Linked DNA regions of Rattus norvegicus: region 1 is linked to region 2. A link is a contact called in public Hi-C data. All regions are on one chromosome and are shown on one strand. The core of a region is the stretch at or near the end of the contact, and the rest is flanking DNA. Distances in the headings are between cores, read along the strand shown. Region 1 holds the start of Mrps18c (mitochondrial ribosomal protein S18C). Region 2 has its middle 62 kb from the start of Gpat3.

The links. Hi-C and Micro-C count contacts between places; a contact is called where the count stands out from the background.
Region 1: a Hi-C map of liver shows a contact between it and region 2, with 4 times the contacts expected there. The contact joins the promoter of Mrps18c here to the enhancer-like site in region 2. A contact is called at or near these places in 4 of 12 Hi-C or Micro-C datasets (the A7r5 cell line, hepatocytes, kidney and 1 more).

Annotation. Positions count from the first base shown.
Region 1 is chr14:9,121,058-9,127,679 of GRCr8, forward strand. Mrps18c (mitochondrial ribosomal protein S18C) reads right to left here and starts at 1,849. Exons shown (of 6, transcript NM_001105996.1): 1 at 1,729-1,849; 2 at 572-633. The coding sequence starts at 1,819. Helq (helicase, POLQ-like) reads left to right here and starts at 1,921. Exons shown (of 18, transcript NM_001014134.2): 1 at 1,921-2,301; 2 at 3,507-4,203. The coding sequence starts at 2,122.
Region 2 is chr14:9,005,621-9,012,174 of GRCr8, forward strand. No RefSeq gene overlaps it. Among named protein-coding and RNA genes, the nearest start is that of Gpat3, 62 kb to the right of the region's middle. Within about 2 kb of position 3,186, at least 7 of the 93 cell types and tissues checked have an H3K27ac peak or open chromatin away from gene starts, as enhancers often do. A contact at or near this core is called in liver, where this site is marked.

The DNA.
Region 1 (6,622 bases), core at 599-3,098, 110 kb after region 2:
ACCCACAGTTCAGAAGCAACTAGTTGAATGTCTTACTGTAAAACCTGAATTTAGATCTTTTATCAAAGTAGCCTGTTAACTCTGACGAATGAGATGAAGACAGTGCCTTCCAAATTTCTATTACTTATAATTATCCTATCCACCAAAGCTATCTTTAGACATTCTCAAATCAAGTATCCTTATATTTAAAGAGAAATATATTACAGGCTGATTCTAGGAATTCTCTTCAAACCCAAGTGACTATAGTCAATAAAAGGTAACCATTATTTTGTCCTATAATAGAATTTCAAACACTTAAAAAAAAGGTAGGCTGAATTTGGAAATTAATTAGTAATATAAGGGGGGAAATCTGGGGCTGGCAGGGTGTCCGTGGTTAAAAGCACTGCCTAACCTTACTGAGTACAGGGTTTGGATACCAGCACTCACTCACATCCAATGGTTTACGACCACCTCTTAATTCCAACTCCAGGAGAATCCAATGCCCTCTTCTGGTTTCCACAGCTGCCCTCCCCCCATGTACACCCAAAGAATAAAATAATGTTTTCTTTAAAAAAATAAAAAGGAATCTTACCAGGTCTTCATTGCTGGTTACCTGTTCATACTGTGAAAAACATCTTCTCCATGGCACAGAAACTAAAGAGAAAATACGACGACATAATTATTTTAATTTGCTGAATATCTAACCAAGACTTACAGTTTTTAAAGAGGCTAGATGAACCAAAAGGCACAATCATGAACATTCTTTTCACACAATGATTAGTTAACATCCTGTTAGATTTGGGACACAATAGGACTCAAAATGAGCGATTCCAAAGGCTTTGAATAAAGGTCATAATGTGTGTGTGTATTACAGTTACAACGGATTGTAACGCAAATATGTCCAGAAACAACAGAATGGTACTGTCATTCCAAAGGGAAAATTAAAAGATTCAAGTCGTTGACAAAGAAGCATAGAAACAAAAACAAAGTTAATGGTTGACTACACCATGCAGACAGGAGCCTAGATAGCATAACTGTTTCCTGAGAGGCTTCATCCAGTAGTGGATAGAAACAGATGCAGAGATCCACAGCCAAAAACAGTCGGTGCACAGCAAGTTTTATGGAGAGGTGGCAGGCGGGGGGGGGGGTGTTGAGAGAGTCAGAGAGGTCAAGGACACCACAAGAAGATCTGCACGATCAGCTAACCTGGGCACATGGGGGCTCACAGAGACTGAACCACCAAGGAGCTGGCCCTGGGCCAGCTACACACTTGTAGCATTATGTACACATTGGTCTTCATGTGGGTTCCCTAACAATTGGAGTGGGACCTGTCTCTTATTCTGTTGCATGCCATTGGATCCCCTTCCTCTCTCTGCGCTGCCTGGTGGAGCCTCAATGGGAGAGAATGTGCCTAGTTCTGCGGCGACTTAATATCGGAGGCTGCGGTGGTACCCAAGGTGGGCATTCCCTTCCTCTGAGGAGAATGGCTGAAGTGTAATGGCAGAGGAGGGGTTTGTGAGGATAGACTGGGCGGAGGGGGCTGCGATCGGGATGTAAAGTGAATAAACAATGAGGAAAAACAGTTGACTACACCTCAAAGTCCTCTTCAGCTCTAGGAAACCAGTCTAGGGCGAGTCATGCTTCCCACCTATCTCAAACCTAATCGTATAGAATCATTTTGCTAACAGTGAAGACCCCACCGACAATCGGAACCGGAGTGCGGCTGCAATGCCATGCCGGACATTTTACCCGCGTGAGTTGCGCGATCCGTGAAGCAGCCAGTCGCGGTTGTCAAGTTCTTCCTCCCTATACAGCTGCGCAGAGCAAGCAGACCTGCCATGGTTCTCTGCCCTTCCTCTTCCTTTCCGTTTCCCTAAGCGCCCCCGACAGGTCCCTTCCGATATTCTTCCCCTGCTGGCCCGCGATGCTTACGCAAAGGTTCCGGTGCGAAGGTAGCCAGGATTTCAATGCTCCGTACCTTTGTGTTCCCGCGCTCCCCGGGCCGGAAGTCACGTGACACACGGGCTGTGCTGCAGAGAGATGGAGAGCTGATGCTCCGTCACTTGCTTACGGCTCCAGACCCGCGGCACCAGCTCCGGTCTGCACCGAGGGCGGCTGTCGCAGGGACTCTGGGCCGTTGTCATGGAGGAAAGTTCTCCCCGCATCCGCCGGCGGGTGTCTCTCCGCAAAAGAAACCGCCGCAGCCTAGAGAGCCTCGGTGCTGCCCGGGCCCCAGCCGAGCTCCAGCCCGCCGAGGACACGGAGGACGAAGCTGCGGCTGGGAGCCGCCGGCGGAAAACCGGGAGCCCGGAGCCCGCCCAGGTACAGCCCTGCTGAGTGCCCGCATCCCCGCAGGTTCACCCGGTCCCGTCATCACAGGGGCTGCGGTGACAACCGCGTCCTCCCCCCGCCCCGGGCATGGCTACGCGGGGGCGAAACCGCCCTCTTCCCAGGTGCACACCATTGACCACTTAGATGAGTAGCCTTCGCTCGCTCTCCTCACCTTTGTTATCCATGATCTCCAGCACTTGGGAGACCCTTAAACACCTGACTTCTAGGTGGATGTGAAACCTACACACTCCCACCCCCGTCGGAAGAAGTGTTCGCGGGCCAATTAACTGACTTGACAAACGAGCCCTCCAAATGGCTCGTTTCTACTTTACTAATAAAACTTTTTTATTGATAATCTATTAAGTGCTACTTACGTTATTAAACTAGCCATATCATGTAGATTTTACAACAGTAACTGGGTCCTGGGAAGTTGAGAGACTGAAGTCTGACTCAATAAATAATTATTACCTCCCAGTTTACATCTTTTCTGTTCAGTAAGCCACCCTGCATGAGTGTGCACATAACTGTCTCCAAATTCAGAATGGAATTTTTTTCTGGGGTCTGGTGGTACAGTCAAGATTTTGTATCAGACTGGCTTCTACGTTCCAGCCTGGGCCCGAATTACTGTAGTTACCAGAAGCATCTATTGAACCGACAACCCTGTACATGGTTACCGTTCTTTCATTTCTTGATGCTTTAGCACACGTTTAAGAATTCAAATGCCAAAGACGAGGTAGGGGGATGGAGGATGGGGCTCAGCGATGGAGACTGGGGCAGGCCCTGGGCTCACACCACAGCACCAAATAATTTAGCATTCCAATATCACCCCTTGTGGTGATAAGAAATAAGAATGCTTACTTAGAATGTCCAACACCCTGGGCTTGATCCCGGCACCTCATAAAACCAAGTATGGTGATGGCATTCAGGAGACAGAAGTAGGAGAATCTAGGATGTGTAGCCTCTGTTATATGAGAGCCTGTACTGACTCAAAAATATTTTTAAACATCCTGATATTCCATGATAACCCAGCAGCGCTATTTAGGCAAGTCAGAACCACTCTCTGGACTTGTTTCTTTTGTTTGGTGATGGTAATATGTGTTCAGAGGATAATTTGCATATTTGGGGATAGCCTTTTGCTGGAACTTTTTTTTTTAATGAGGATAGAATTCATTTATGTATCTTTGTTTCCTTTTCAGGAAAATGACAGTGAAGAGGACATGTTTGGTGACTATAACAGCTTTTCAGAAAATTCCTTCTTAGCTCAAGTTGATGACCTGGAGCAGAAATATATACAACTGCCTGACTGTGGGAGCCGAGGTACAGACTCCGGCACCAAAGACCTCTGTTCAGAAGGCCTCGGGAACAGCCTCAGTGTTCCTGCTGTAGATTTCACTGACTCTGAAACCAGAGAGTACATAAAGAAGCAGGGTGATCTAGATGTCCCTGTTGAGCCAGAGGTAGGAGGCGATCTTTCATTCGATATGCCTTCTTCTCAAATCTTATACTTTGAAAGTATGCAGAACTCCTCAAAAGATTTGGGTGATCAGTCCACCAAGGGAAGAGATGGGAAGTCATCGAATGAAGAATTGCATCATAGCCACAGAGAGCAACCCCAGCCAAAGAGCGACTTCTCTGACGTCGGCGGCTCCTCAGAGGCGAGCAGGAGGAGAAGTATCAAAGACTGCCTGAAAAGCGCCATGACTGGGAATGCCAGGGCCCAGACCCCAGCATTTCCCAGGAGTAAACAACTCAGGGAGACACTGCTGTCTGAGGAGATCAGCGTTGCTAGGAAAGCCATCGAGTCACCGTCAGATGATCTTGGTCCCTTTTATTCACTACCCAGCAAAGTGAGAGACCTCTATGCTCAGTTGAAAGGAATCAAAAGACTATATGGTAATGCTTCTTATAAAAGGGAAACCAATCTCACAATTCAGATAGTATTGTAATATTAATCCAAATCGGTGGGAGCAAGCGACTCCCTGGTTCCGTTTCTCATCTCCAACGACAGGAATATCAGTTGCATTAGCCCTGCATCACTGTCGTGGACTTCTTTCCTTCCGTATGTATGTCCTTCTCAAGCCTGGCTTTGTCTCTTGCCGAAGTAGCCTTCGGTCCGCCCAATCTGGGCCCTGTTTCCAGAGCAGCTTCTCGTTCTACTGTGCACCACACAACTGAATTCTCATCCCTTCATTCTCTGCTTCTGACTTTCTCCTCTGATTGGCTTTTGCTGTTTCTTCGGCAGTCGTTGAAATCCCTTTGAATGCTCAGAGCCTTAAGTGAAAGAAGTCGGTAGTAGCAGTTAAAAATTAAACACATTTAAAGACGGCTAAGATTTAAGTGCAAAAGAGACAGCAGTGTGGAGGCTAGAGAGTTGGCTTAGTGGCTAAGAGCACTGGCTGCTCTTCCAAAGGACCCAGGTTCAATTCCCAGCACCCACATGGCAGCTCACAACTACTTCCAGGAAAGCTGACACCATCACACACACATACAAGCAGGAACACCAGTGCACATAAAATAAAAATCATTTTTTAAAAAGACCTCAGTAGTAATTATTTCATGTTTTTCAAAAGTCCTACATCCTTGCATATATTTCAGAGAGACCATGGTAAACAAGGGGACAGCAGCTGACATCCTAGGAGATCAGTCCGTCAGCCATCACTGAAAGCACCACTGGGAGAACTTCTAAACTATTTGAAGACCTGGATTGTCAGAAGACAGGTTGGAGACGTAGAATGATAGGAAACTAATCACCACCTTCAGACAGTAAGAATCTGAGACATTCTAGATGGCTGTTCCCTTAGGACTACCTGGTTCCCAGCACCCACACGGTAGCTGACAGCCTTCTGTAACTCCAGGTCCAGGGGATCTGAGGTCCTCTTCAGACCTCTGTGGGACTATACATGTGCTTGTACACATAAACATGGAACCCAAGACATTCTAAATTGTGAGGCACATGGCTTGTGAGGGAACAGCTGAGTATTGGGTATTGTGTACAGCCCTGCAGTCCTCGCCCTCAGGAGGTGGAGGTCAGAAGATCAGGACTTCAAGGTCATTCTCAGATACATAGGAAGTTCTAGGCCAGCCTGGGCTACATGAGACCCTATCAGCAATACCGAAGGGACCTTCTGTTACCCTAGGTACATGCTAACTTGCTTCCCTCTGCCCTTCTGCCAGCTGCTTTGTTCAGTCTCAGCCTGCTACGGAGGGGGATCCCTTGAGAGAAGGATCTTAGGGCTCTCCTGTTTTGCTTCTGGGGTTTGTAGGTATTTTGTGGTATTCAACTTTGAACCCATGCCACGATAGGTACTCCGCCACTGAATTACATCCCCAGCCTTCGTGTTTTCAAACAGGGCCTTATAGCACAGACTCGCCCCAGACTAATGATCTTTGGGACCTGTGTCCCAAATGCCGAGATTACAAGCATGTGCCACGCTGTTCAACCAGGATAGGGATGGAGCTCAGCGTTCATGTCCCTAGCACTGTACGTAGATATATGCTTTAGAGAGTCCTCAACTGCCAGGTTGTGCGGCCTCTTTAACCCTGGCCGTTTTACTTAAGCAGTGCACTATCTGTTTAAAAGGGGAGAGTACTGTAGTTAGATATTTTTACTAACCACACGATAATTATAATGACTGTCAGTTATATCCGTAGTGTCTAATAAAAGCCTCAGCAAGCAGCTTTGCATAAGTGAGGGCAAGTGTATGTGTGCTCACGCATGTGCGGCTAAGTTTTGGTATAACACCTGCAGTTTCATAACTGGTGGGTGAGACCAGTCTGAAATACTTAATTTACATTCTAAATATTTTGGCTTATTTACCATCTGGAGATTAAACCCAAGGCCTCGCACATTAAACACACACTTTACTACTGAGATGAAACTCTCAGCTTAATTTCTTTTAAGATTCACTTCTGTATATGAGTTCACTATACCTCTTTTCAGACACAATTGAACATCGAATCCGACTGTTACTCGGGCATAACTATTTTAATGCCTTGTTTTGAGGAGGGATCTCACTATAGCCCTGGCTTGCCTGGAATTCACAGCTGTCTACCGTCTCCCTAGGACTAGGATTAAAGGTCTGCACCCACTCCCGGCCTCACCTTTAAAACAAACATATTCAAGCCGTTTAAGTTTGGGATGAATTCTCTCAAACTATTTTAAGTGTATAAAATGCTCAATTATAGACTCACTTTTTAACTTCTATTTATTTTCGTATACTTGTATGCGTATGTGTGGGTCGCACATGTGAGTCAGGACAACTTGTGGGATTTGGTTCTCTCCATTCACTGCGTGGGTCCTTGGGATCAAGGC
Region 2 (6,554 bases), core at 1,936-4,435:
TTTTTTTTTTTTTTTTTTTTTTGCTTTTGTGGGTTTTGTTACAACTACAGAGGCAGGGTGCACACCACAGTGCATGTGTGTGGAGGTCAGAGGACAGCTCTGCGGGGTCCTCTTTCCTCTTCACTGGGTCCCAGAGACTCAAGTCATCAGGCTTGGGCAGCAAATGGTTTTCCCTACTGACCTGTCTCAACAGCCCAGGTCGTCGTCGCTGTTGTCTTCATCGCCGTCGTCTTCTTCTTCTTCTTCTTCTTCTTCTTCTTCTTCTTCTTCTTCTTCTTCTTCTTCTCCTCTTCCTCCTCCTCCTCCTCCTCCTTCTCCTTTAATTTTTTCCTCAATCAGAGAAGCCTTGCTTTACCGTGAACAGAGGTGAATGCAGAGACATACCAGAAACCTGAGAATGAGTGATGGGCAGCTGATGGGTCAGCCCTGGACAAGACATTTCCACCAACCTCTTAAGACCCCGAGATCATTGTATACAGGGGCACAGAGGAGATGTAAGAGCTGTAGGATAAAATGCTTGAATTACCCTAGATCCCTAGAACAAAGGAAACTCAAGACGGATGATCAAAATGAGAATGCTTCACTCCTTCTTTAAATGAGGAAAAAGAATACCCTTGGCAGGGAAGGGAGAGGCAAAGATTAAAACAGAGACTGAAGGAACACCCATTCAGAGCCTGCCCCACAGGTGGCCCATACATATACAGCCACCCAATTAGACAAGATGGATGAAGCAAAGAAGTGCAGACCGACAGGAGCCGGATGTAGATCGCTCCTGAGAGACACAGCCAGAATACAGCAAATACAGAGGCGAATGCCAGCAGCAAACCACTGAACTGAGAATAGGTCCCCCGTTGAAGGAATCAGAGAAAGAACTGGAAGAGCTTGAAGGTGCTCGAGACCCCAAAAGTACAACAATGTCAAGCAACCAGAGCTTCCAGGGACTAAGCCACTACCTAAAGACTATACATGGACTGACCCTGGACTCTGTCCCCATAGGTAGCAATGAATATCCTAGTAAGAGCACCAGTGGAAGGGGAAGCCCTGGGTCCTGCTAAGACTGAACCCCCAGTGAACTAGACTATGCGGGGAGGGTGGCAATGGGGGGAGGTTTGGGAGGGGAACACCCATAAGGAAGGGGAGGGGGGAGGGTGATGTTTGTCCGGAAACCGGGAAAGGGAATAACACTTGAAATGTATATAAGAAATACTCAAGTTAATAAAAAAAAAAAAAAGAAGTTGAACTAGAAAGGTGGGTGGCCACTCTCTGTACATGAAGTGTAGGCAGAGTCTGCATAGGAGAATTAGGTTGTAGTTCATTCTGAGAAGTGGGAAAGCTTTTTCAACAGATCACATCATCTTAAGAGACTTCCAGAATTGAATAATACCTCCAGAATTAAATAAATTGCATGTGTGGTTATAAAAAAAAAACTTCATTCATATCTGAAAATGCAATAAACATTCCTGTTGTGTGAAATTAAAAAAAAAAAAAAAAGAGCTGTAGGATAAGCCTCACAGTCATGGCAACCATGAGACCACACCACCTCAGTCACCAGCACTGGGCCTACCTAAGACTTTCCTGACTGCCAGTCCACTTCAGATGGGGCCTTACTGCTTACTGCTGAACTGTGAGCAATTGACAGATTCTGGGAGGGGAAGGCGGAGTATCCAGTACCCACCAGGCACCACTGGATGGTTGCAAATCCATAGACACACAGGTCGAGCCAAACTTATGGAACATAAAAGTCAGAAATATAGGAAAGAGATTTATAGGGTGTAGAGAGGCTGGCAGAGGCAAGAGGGAGGAGGAAGTGATCAAGATATATTATACACGTGTATATAATTTTGAAAGAATAAGATTTATTAGTAATCTTTTTCTTTAAGATCATCATTGAAAAGAAATTGGAGGGATGGAGAGATGACTTAGTGGTTAAGAGCACTGACTGCTCTTCCAGAGGTCCTGATTCCCTGCAACCACATAGTGGCTCACAGTCATCTGTGATGAGATCCAACCTCCAGTGTGGCTGAATAAAGCAACAGTGTACTCACATACATGAAATAAATAAATAAATCTTCAAAAAGAACTGCAGAGCTGATAATAAAACTAAAGGTCTGGGCACATAGCAGTCCTCGCAACTTCTGGTCCAGCACCATTTTACTCTACTAAGAATGGAAACTTAGACTTAAGATCTTGACTTACTCATAGTCCATGAAACTGGATTTCCTTTTAGTGATGTAAGGAACTCTTTGACAAGATCACGTCCAAAATGGCATCAGTTCTGAGAAACAAGTGCTTCCTGATCTAAAACACATCTAAGAATAAGCCACAGACACACTTGAAAAAAATCTATTCTTTCCTTTTAATTCTAATTTGGACATCACTTCAGTGAGCGTTGTGCCTTTCTTAGCAGAGTGACTTTTGCTGCCGAGACACATGACTGCAGCTCAGACGACCTCCGCAAGTGTTTAAAATAGCAAACCGGAACGAACAGAGCAGAGAAACCTGAGCCAGGCATGTGCGGAAGGAGTCACGCTATAAATAGAAGAGAGAGAATGGAGGGAAAAGGTTAAAGGCACGGCCAAAGTGTCTCTATTTAATCCAGACCAACTCCCATGGCACAGTGGGAAAACGGACTCTTTCCTTCATCTCTTTAAAACACTCATTTTATGAATTAACACAGTCTGCGTGTGAATGGACGCATGCGCACAGAGGCCGGCATGTGGGAATACTGACTTGTTGTGGGGATGTGAGGCTCAAACTCTCATCCTCACCACTGACCAGCAAGCGGTTTTACCCACTGACCCATCTCCCCGGACCCTCGCTTCTTACATCACTATTTAAGGTTACCATGGCTCATTCCTCTTGGATTCTGGGTGGTTCTGTAAAGTTGAATTCCCTCCTGAAACATGGACCGCTAACATGCCCACCTTCTTATGCTCCCCTGAAAGGAGAAAAACATCCCTGCAGAACCTCCATTTCCTGGGACAAAAAGTCCCCGTGAGTTTCTGCTCAAGAGAGTTTTAGGTTTGAATATAAGAAGGGGTGTGTCCCGTGCTGAAAGTAGAGATTTCCCTCTGGCTATCAGGGGTTGAGCCAGCAGCCGGGAAATAGTCAGGGCCTCCGAATGTGCATAACTGTCACCTCTCGGAGCCTCTCCTTGGCTCTCCGCCCTGCACTGAGCAGAGAATGTGTGCGCAGAACTGCTGCCAGAGAAACTGCTCACCACGGCAGCCTCCGTTGTCGCGCAATACCCACACGTTATACTCTGCAATGGGGAGGAAACTTCCAGAAGCTCCTGGGCACAATTGCCTGTCTAGAGTCTGGGTTGACTCAGTTAATATTTAATCCAGTGAGAAGGCTAAAGTTATATTTCAAGTTTTAATTACTGTGCTTAAGAGATCCATAAAACAAAAATGCCTCTAGCCTGTAAACCCTACTTACCCAAGGACAGTTAACTTCCGAGAACGCTGGGGCTGTTGCTCCTGTGAGATAACAAGCCAGGTGTTTTCACTTTTGTAAACCAAGTTGGTTGTTCCAACTGCACTGGATGTGCGCACATCATCACATATAGGCGTGTGGTACATGGGGAAGTGTGTTAGGCTGTGTGCTTGCCCCTGATAGGACGAAGGTGGGAAGTACGTAGCCTTGAGGCCATTATAAACACCAGACTAATGTATTTCACAGCCATTTCCCAGGTATGGATCTGACCAGTATCCATTGTCCTGACCAGTATTTAGTAAAATTTGCTTCAAATTTGGCTCAAAAAATTGTGATAGTAGTCTTTTTCTCTCCTGGTGGGATTAGCTACAACTTAACCGTTTATATATTTCCCAAAAGTTACTTCAGAGGATGTATTTAAATTTTTTAAATGTTCAACAAAATTTGTAGTAGGTGTTTTGTGTTTTCAAAAATAAAACGGTCCCACAACGAAACAAGGAAATCCTACAAATTCACCCACACTCCCTGCTCTAAGGTTGGGTTTAATCTTTGTTTTGTAGAGCTCTTGGGCTTTCTAGGTTCGGCAGAGAATCAAAAGAGTTACAGGGCAAGTGAGCGGGCACTGGACATTTCAAGCCCCATCCCCAGCCCATCTGAAGTACTGTACTATGTGAACCAGGTCTGTGGTACATCTCGGAAACCCCAGCAGTTGGAAAGGAAGCAGCTGCACCAGGAGTTTATGCACTTTATGCTCTCTCTCTCTCTCTCTCTCTCTCTCTCTCTCTCTCTCCCTCCCTCCCTCCCTCCCTCCCTTCCTCCCTCCTTCCCCCTCCTCAGGTATGCATTGAGCTAGTGGCCAGCCTAAGATGCAGAAGACCCTGTCCAAAAGGATGGGAGTGGGGGCAGGTACCATGCTCTGGAGTTTTATGGAGGGTTACACTTTGTAGGAAAGACCTCTACAGCAAAGAAAAAGGGAAATTATGACTGGAAAAAGTCAAGACACTTTGGTGCAGGAGTCTGACAGTTAATATCAACAGGACCTAGAATCACACAGGAGACAGAGCTCTGGGTGTCTTGGAGAAGGGATTTCTAGATGTAGTTAGTTGAGATGGAATGGCCCGCCCTAGCTCTAAGCACCATTTCATTTATTTGTCCGTGGTCCTGTACTGTGATGGCTGCCCTTATGTCAGCTTGGCATGCAAAATAGTTATCTGAAAGGGGAGAACCTTGGTTGAGAAAGTGCCCCCGCAAGATCCAACTGTACACCATTTTCTTAATTACAGATTGACGGGGAAGGGCCCAGCCCATCATGGGTGGCTCCATTCCTAGACAGGTTTTGGGTCCTATAAGAAGCAGGCTGAGCAAGCCGTGGTGAGCAAACCAGTAAGCAGCACCCCTCCGAGGCCTCTGCATCACCTCCTGCTTCCAGGTTCCTGCCCTCACTGCTTTTGATGATGACCTATTCTGTAGAACTGTGAGTCAAATAAACCCTTTCTTCTCCAAGTTGCTTTGGTCATGGTGCTTCATCACAGCAATAGGAACCCTGACTAAGACATACTAAATAAAAGGAGAAAATGAACTGAACACAGGCCTTCGTCGCCCTCTGTTTCCGGGCTGCCTACACACAATGTGACCCGCTGCCTCACGTTCCCTCAGCCAGGCTTCTCAATAATGGATGATGGGACCTTCAAACCGAGAGCCAAAGTAAGCCCCCCACCCCACCCCCGTGCTTCTGCTCCCCCTCCCCCATCCCTTACATTGCTTCTGCAGGGTTTTTCTGTTCAATGCAGTGAGAAAAGTAACTGGTACCACATGTATGCGTGTGCATGGTGTGTGCTAGACATGCATCTTCACCAAGCCATCTGTTTTAGGACAATTTAATTTGTGTCACCCCACAGACAGGAGTCCTCTTCTGACTGGACTAAATGAATGAGTGGGTTTTAATATACATAGAAACTCTGAGGGTTCTCTGGCTTCAAGAGTATCAGACGATGTCACCAGGAGGAGTCTCTTTTACTCTCCCCTTTCAGCCATGTTGGTCTCTTTTCTAGAAAGTGCTGTCCTAGTGGAGGCAACGATCAGTCTCAGAATCTCTGGGCCATCACCCAGAGATACAGAAGAAATAAGAACCGAGTCTCCTGAGATCCCCTTTGCTCCTGGGGAAAAGAATCTGCTTGAGGCTCATAGGATCTGTTTTCCACCCTTGGGCCAAAAGAAATCACCTAATCAGACAGCCAGGGTTCATGTGCCAACCTTTGTGGAAGGAAACAATATTACCCAACAGTTTGGCAAGGCCACCAAAAGAATACACGGGAGATAAAAGGCAGTATAAAAGGCAAAACAAGTCAGGACAGCGTGTCACAAGGACATTTCCAAAATGAAACCTTCAAGCCTGACTTTAGAACATTTAACGGTTTTCCACGAAACTGGCTGGATCGTAAACAGAGACAATAGCTTCAAGATTGGAAGCGAAACTCAAAGGCATTTTTGAGCTTGTCTGGCATGCATGAGGCCATGAGTTGAATGTATAGCACCACAGAAAGTAAGAAGTCTTAACTTCAAGACGGCCACCCACCCATGTGTAACCTAAAGACACATAGGCGGGCTGGAGAGATGGCTCAGTGGTTAAGAGCACTGACTGCTCTTCCAGAGGTCCTGAGTTCAAATCCCAGCAACCACATGGTGGCTCACAACCATCTGTAATGGGATCTGATGCCCTCTTCTAGTGTGTCTGAAGACAGCTACAGTGTACTTATATAAATAAATAAATCTTTTTTTAAAAAAGATTTAAAAAGAAACATAGGCAAAGGAAAACAAAGGTTGGAAAAAGGCATACATGGTAGCCTCTAAATAAGAAAAAGAAACAGCAAGACTTCTTGCTTTCCTTTTCTCCTGTCCTTCCCCTTCCCAAAGCCATAAACACCTCAACCCTAAAGTCCTAAGTTGGCAGAGCAAGAGGGACCTCCACCCGGGAGATAGGAAGGCAGACGAGCAAAGCTAACAAGGCAAGGCTGACACAGAGAAGCTCCCCAGAGAAGGCCTTCCCAGAGCACCAAAGCTAAAGTAAGTGGTCCAGCTGAGGACTTTGCATTGGGATTGAGCACATCCTTACTGAGAAC